Linked DNA regions of Ovis aries: region 1 is linked to region 2. Evidence: chromatin contacts called from public Hi-C data. All regions are on one chromosome and are shown on one strand. Each heading gives the region's core, a stretch centred on a gene start, on an enhancer-like site or on the middle of the called end of the contact. The rest is flanking DNA. Distances are from core to core; before and after follow the strand shown.

Evidence for each region. A called contact is a pair of places that touch in the nucleus more often than the background predicts.
Region 1: a contact with region 2 is called in a Hi-C map of mixed tissues, with 2.9 times the contacts expected there. The contact joins two enhancer-like sites. A contact is called at or near these places in 5 of 16 Hi-C or Micro-C datasets (blood, liver, mixed tissues and 1 more).

The regions. Positions count from the first base shown.
Region 1 is chr1:263,050,511-263,054,056 of ARS-UI_Ramb_v3.0, forward strand. The region is part of intron 10 of UMODL1 (uromodulin like 1); the gene reads left to right. Among named protein-coding and RNA genes, the nearest start is that of UMODL1, 43 kb to the left of the region's middle. Within about 2 kb of position 1,896, at least 3 of the 54 cell types and tissues checked have an H3K27ac peak or open chromatin away from gene starts, as enhancers often do.
Region 2 is chr1:262,884,485-262,887,907 of ARS-UI_Ramb_v3.0, forward strand. No RefSeq gene overlaps it. Among named protein-coding and RNA genes, the nearest start is that of C2CD2, 3.0 kb to the left of the region's middle. Within about 2 kb of position 1,682, at least 9 of the 54 cell types and tissues checked have an H3K27ac peak or open chromatin away from gene starts, as enhancers often do.

The DNA.
Region 1 (3,546 bases), core at 646-3,145, 170 kb after region 2:
CTGGATGGGGAGAGACAGGGACTTGGAGAGACAGAGCTACAGAGATGACAGAGACAGTGAGCTGTCACGTCAGGAAGGTTTTGCTGTCCACTTGGGGATGCAGTTCCCTCACATGTGAGGGCACCACAGTCTCTACATCAAAAAGCCTGTGTGCGGCTCAGTCTGGGCATGGCTGACCCCTCAGTGGAGTGGGTGCTGCCAGCTCCTGTGAGCTCAGTCCCTTCCGGCTTGCTGTCTCAACCTCCCCCAACCCAAGAAGGCAGGGAAAGTGCCGCTGGAGTGTCACACCTGGAGCACACTGCCTGCTTAGCCTGCCATCTCTTTGTCACTCACCCCCACGGGAATGGACATGGTGGCGGCCCTCTCTAACATGATGAGCTCTGCCTGCCTGGGCTCAGAGGCCAAGTGCTGGGCAGACGCCAGGCAGCCTGTGTGTAGATCCCCCAGGGCCCACCTGAGGCAGATCTGCACCGTCTTTGGAAGATCCAGCCCTCCTCGAGGTGCCTCCCAGCCATACCTCCCAGCACCAAGGCTTAGGTTACTCCATATCCTTGTCAAGTGAGGCTGTGGGTTGAATGGTGATCCTGCAAGATAAGAGAACACAGAACTTCAGATGTGACTGTATTTGGAAGAAGAGTTTTTGCAGATGACCAAGTCCCAGCAGCGTGGCCGTCATATTGTTATCACCTCATGTCTTTCCTGAGGCCTGTTCCCCCCAAGACACTGGGTGGCTGCATGCCCTGGTCTTCCTCTGGGGTGGTGTACATGTGCAGGGAGGCCCAGTGTTAAGCAGCACCCTGGTTCTCAGATCCTGTCCACTCTGCCCAGTGAGGGAGGCTGGCTGTGGTGGAATCCCAGCTCTGATGCTGGCTCGCCATGGGCCACTGTACAAGGGACTTTGCCTCCTGGGCCTCAGTGTACTCATCTGGGAGATGGGAAGGCGAGGACACATCCCACCTCGTGGGTAAACGAGGGAGTGCTGAGGGGGATGGGGGGCAGTTAGCGGGTGCCCGGCACACGTCTGACAGCATCACCCAACACGTCTGGGCAATGCTGCTCTAGGACCTACTTCCGTACTTTGGAAGCGTTCTCGGGCCTGGATGGTCCCCCATCAGTCCTCCCCACTCCTCCTTCCCCTTGTTCCCCTTGTCTCTCCAGCCTTTGCCCCCCACCCCTTCCTAAAACTCTGCTCAGAAAGGGCTGTGCTGCTCACCTGCTCCAAGTGCAGACGACCCACTGGGCCTCCACGTGTGTCCACGTGGCCCCTTCATGCCATCATGCTGTGTGCAGACCTCGGCCCAACAAGGCCCTGACGGTGGCACCATTCAGTGTGAGGGGTCGCCTGGGTCACTGCAGTGCCCGGGCAGCAACGCCTCCTCCTGTGAGCTCAGGACAGGCCCAGCCACGCTCCCCAAAACTTCCCATTGGCCACGGGCTCCTGACAGCCTCGCAGATGCAGGCGCCCTTCCTGTCACCCCTGCGGGCAGTGGGAGAAGGCGTGGGCAGGACAGCCTGGCCCCGGACTCTCACCATCCCCCTGACCTGCTGATGGGGCTCTTTCTCCACCATCGGTGGCGCTGCCTTTGGCACCAGCTGCCGTTAGAACCCAGTTCTCTGTGCCTACCTGCCTCCTTGAATGAGACTCTGATGCCCGCCTCCAGGAAGGGCTGAGGGCTCTGGCCAGGCAGGCTTCACCCCCAAAGGCCACCTGGGCCTCCAAGACAGCTGGGAGCCTCCCAAGGAGCCTGCGTTTTCAGGGATGGGGTGGCTTGTCCTTGGGCCTCCCTGCCGCATTCCTGAGGGTTACGTGGGGAGTTGCAGCTCTCCCATGGCCTCCCCCTCCTCTAGTCAGGGGGCCACACCCTTGTCCCAGCTTCCTGCCGGCAGGAGCAGAGCGCAGGCCCCATAGGGGATCCTGTCTGCATCCTCGTCTGGTGGTCCAGGAGGCACGAAGGCTGCTCGGCAGCTCCCACGGCTCACAGGCCTGAAGCTGAGACCTGCACGGCCCCAGGCTTTGGTACAAGACAGTTGCTTCGGCTTGCTCCTGAGCCCTGTGCTGGCTGAGTGAGCAGGGAACCACCTCCCCACGATAACCTCCGAAGCTCTGCGGATTGAACTCAGGTCTCAGTGGGGCCTCCACTCTCCTCGTGGTCGTCTGCCCCAGCTGGCCTGGCTCTGGCCCTGGCCTGAACCATCAGCACCTTTGAGCCACTGCAGGCTACAGGCTGGGCAGCACTCCAGGGGATCTGGGCCAGCGGGGAGCCCAGGGTCGGCATGTAACTGTTGCATCAGCTGATGAGTCTGCTGGTCTTCCGTGAAGATCAGATGAAGCAAAACTGAAAACCAGAAAACAGGCCTCTGAGCACCCGGCTGCAGAGCTTTTTCTGCACAAAACTGAACCTTTTCTGCCTTATTTTCACTCAAAGCCCGGCCAAGTCCAGGCTCCTCAGGTACCCGGAGCCTGGCCAGGGAACCTGCTCTGCAGCTCTTGGGGAACCTATGCAAAGGGCTGGTGACCATCCCTCCTGGGGAACCTCAGCCCCCTCAAGGTACCCAGCTTCCTCTGATGACAGAGGGTGACTCTGCTCAGAGCCACTTGTTTTCTTGGAGTTGGGGTGGGACAGGCAGTCACCCACAGAGCCAGACCTGAAGGATGGATTTCCAGGGCTGGGGGAAGACTGCTCCCCCACCTGGCTCCTCCCAGGAGATAGAGCTTGAGTATTTTATTTTTGTTTACTTTTAAATTGGAGTATAGTTGATTTACAATGTTGTGTTAGTTTCCAGTGTACAGCAAAGTGAATTAGTTTTACATACACATTTGTTGTTCTTCAGTAGCTAAGTCGTGTCCAACTTTTGCGACCTCTCTTGGCCAGGCTTCCCTGTCTTTACTCTTTCCCAGAGTTTGCTCAAACCCATGTCCATTGAGTCGGTGACGCCATCCAACCATCTTATCCTCTGTCGTCCCCTTCTCCTCCTGCCCTCAATCTTTCCCAGCATCAGGGGCTCTTCTAATGGATCGGCTCTTCACATCAGGTGACCAAAGTATTGGAGCTTCACCTTCGGCATCAGTCCTTCTAATGAGATTCAGGGTTGATTTCCTTTAGGACTGACTGGTTTGATCTTACTGTCCAAGGGACTCTCAAGAGTCTTTTCCAGTGCTATAGTTCAAAAGGATCAAGTCTTCGTGGCTCAGCCTTCTTTTTTTTTTTAAATTTTTATTTTTGTGGCTCAGCCTTCTTTATGGTCCAACTATTACATCTGTACCTGACTACTGGGAAAACTGCTGGAAATACATATACATAGATTGCACAGATTTCTCTGTGCAATACGGTAGGTCCTTATTAGTTATCTATTTTATTACACAGTAGGGTGTGTACTGCGCATGTCAATCCCAGTCTATCCCTTTCCTCTTTCCCCTTGTAACCAAAAGGTGGTTTTCTACATTTGCGACCCTCTCTCTGTTTTGTGAATAAGTTCATTTGCACCCCCCCTTTTTTTTTCAGGTTTTCCATATAAGTGACATATGTTTGTCTTTTTTCCTTAAGG
Region 2 (3,423 bases), core at 432-2,931:
GGATGCCAAATATTAGAGACAAGGCTGAGGTGCTGGCTGGAAAGGGCGAGCTTGGTGTAATGGTATTTGAAGAAGTGTGCATGTGCAAAGGCCCTGAGGCCCGCATGTGGCTCAGTACCCCAAGGCATAGAATGTGAGTGGGATGGTGTGAGGGTTGCAGGGGGGTAGGAGGTGGGGCAGAGGCTGCACCTGGAGCACCTGAGTTATGGATAATAGATTGTGCCACAGAAAAGGAGAAGCAACAACCTGTCTTAAGCAGAGTGGAAAAATTGAATTTTACAAAGATCACGCCTAGCAACACGTGGGACTAGACTGGAAGAAAGTGGGAGAGGGCAGAGAGACCAATTAGAAGGGGATCCCAAGGGTCTACAAGAAGGGTTTAACACAGGCCTGGTGCATGGCATGGGGGAGAATGGGCCGCCACAGAAGAGGACATTTCTGGCTTAGAGACTGGAGGCAAAGAGATGAGGGTGGATGAGGTTTCTGTGTTTTTTGTTTTAATTTTACTGAAGTACGGGCTTCCCAGGTGGCTCAGTGGTAAAGAACCCACCTGCCAATGCAGGAGACACAGGAGACCTGAGTTTGATCCCTGGGTAGGGAAGATCCCCTGGAGGAAGAAATGGCAACCCACTCCAGTATTCGTGCCTGGAGAATCCCGTAGTCAGAGGAGCCTGATGGGCTACAGTCCATGGGATTGCAAAGAGTCTGACGTGACTTAGCAACTCAACAACAACAACAAAATTGAAGTATAGTTGATCTACAATGGTGTGTTAATGCCTGCTGTACAGCAAAGTGACTCATCGATATATACATTCTTTTTCATATCCTTTTCCATTGCAGTATTTCAGGATCATGAATATAGATCCCCGTGCTATAGAGTAGGACCTCGTTGTTTATAGAGTAAGTTTGATGTGGTGAGAGCAGCCAAGGAGTTTACACTCAAGGGCCTGATTTTCTTTGAGCGTAAAGTCACTCAGTCGTGTCCAACTCTTTGTGACCCCCATGGACTGGGCCTGCCCGGCTCCTCCATCCCTGGGGTTTTCCAGGCAAGAATACTGGAGTGGGGTTGCCATTTCCTTCTCCAGATCTTCCCCACCCAGGGATCGAACCCAAGTCTCCCACACTGCAGGCAAACTCTTTACCATCTGAGCCATCAGGGAAGCCGCTTTCTTTGAGAAGGAGGTAGGAACTGGGAGGTAGGTGGACTGAGAGCCCTAGTGGGAGACAGGACTGGAAGCTGGCAGGTAAGGGAATTCATCAAATGGCCCAGGTGAGCCGGAGCCAAGGAGAACCAGCCCTTCCTCAGTTGGTCTGATATCAGGTCTGACCTTCTAAAAGCGGAAATGCCGTGATCCTATCAGTTTCCAGCAAGTTATCAATCCCTTAAACTGTAGCTCACCCCTCACCCCCACACAGGAAAGGGTTGAGAATTGCTTTTCTTTTCTCAGAAATCTCTTCTTATTTGGCAGAAATGTCTAATTACTTTCTGATCTGTAGCCAGACCTATGCAGTTCAATAATCCAAGTTAGGCTGGCCCCCTTACCAGAATAACTGGGACAACTGGGTACCCCGGGCTCTCCGTCTCCCTGTTCCATGGAGAGTACAGGTGTGCACTTGTGCACTGGCTGGGTGGCAGGTAGGAGACGGCCGTCCCCACCCCGTGTGACTGGTGGAACCAGTCTCATTCCTCTGCTGCCATATCTCTGGGGCACGCTACCCCTATTGGCTCATTTAGAGGCTTGTCACACACTGTAAACTAACAACCACCCCGGTGTGGAATTCATCACATGCTCTAAGTGTTTTCAAAGGGAAGATAAACATATAAATATTGAATTGCTTCTGTGTAGAAGCAAAGTGAAGAAAAGAAGGGATATCACAAGCTCACAGGAACACACAGCTGGCCAAAATGTGCAATAGGAACTAAAACTCTTCTTGTAAACCGAGGAAAGAGAGCAGACTCCCTTCACTTCTGCTCTGTCACCTGGTCCCGTCCATCCAGTGTGTGGAGGATACTGGAGGCTCAGTCTCTAGGGAGAGCAGCATTCCCCTGACGTGTGATGACAGTCCTTAATCCTGCAGCCCTTCAACCCAAGGGACCAGGCCATAGCTCTACCCAGGAAGGAACTTTGCTGTCACCCCCTCAAACCTCCCGATGGGTCAGGGACCATAACACTCTGCAGCAGTGGCTTGCTGCTGTTAACCCCACCTCAAAGGAAACCACTGTGCTTTGAATCCTCCGAGCCCCAGAACTGAGTTTCTGTGAGCAAGTGGGGTGGGGGGTATAGGGGTCTGGGTGCAGGGGTGGGGCTCATGGGTGCTTGTTGGCCATTGTGCCCCACCCAGTAGGCCCAAGGAAAACCATCTACACCTCAACCTACTGGGCCGCCAGAGGCAGCCACCTGCCTGGAATTCTCCAGAAAGGCCTGACTCTGAGCCTTGGACCATGTGGGTCCCAGAGCAGCAGAGAGGAAACAGCAGACACTGTGTTTCGAAGGCCTGCCCAGACAACGCTCTGCAGCAACGGGCTGTGAGCTTGCGCACAAGAAGCAGAGGAGAGCCTTCGTTGTCCCCTTTGGCGGCTCATCTGTGTTTCCATGCTGCTGTTCTAATGTCTCCGTCTACCAAGCCCAGGAGGCTCTGTGAGCATGATGTTACTTTTTAAAATAGTATGTCTAGTGTCATATATGTTTCATAACTACACACAAAGTTATTAACACTGGAAAGTGCTCCTCACCATTGAACCAGATATTCTTATGGTCTTTTAAAAACACTTAACAAAAAAGTGGGATTAAGTACTTACTAAAAATGTCACTAAATTTCCGCCTAATTATCTTAAGTTTCCAGAAGAGGAAAGGGACAAATTTAGTAAGCTTCTAGTTTGTCTCTGACTTGGTGGGGACGCTTCTCCTTCACCCTGTAGCAGTTTGCTTGAGGGTGATAATGACAATGGCTTAAAGTATCAACTTGTGCTCGCACTCCCCGATGGACAGACGTACTGACGGATGGGCACCCTGGGCCCCAGTAGGGCTGTGATGGGCCACTTGGAAATGCAAACGTGCAGCTTCTTCCTCTGTGTTTGACAGAAGACATTCCGAGAATTCCTTCTTAGTGAAATGCTTTTAAGACTTGGCTCTGTGCCCTCAGCTGTGGGGGTCTGCGGGGACATTTGACCCCATCTCCTAGGCTCCATTGGCACGACTTAGTCATTTCCACAGTCGGAGGCTGGGGGTTGGGGGCCGTTTCCTGTTGTGCCTACGGCAGGGGGTGGGGGTGGGCAGGGATGCAGGGAGCTTGCAGCCCGGTGGCATTAGAGGCCTCAGATCCTCCTGCTGGTGATGTTTGTGGTTTTGTGATGCCATCCCTGGGAGAAAGGCTGCATCTCTGCATAACTGCCTAAATCCCAAGTACCGGTGTCAGGAGGGC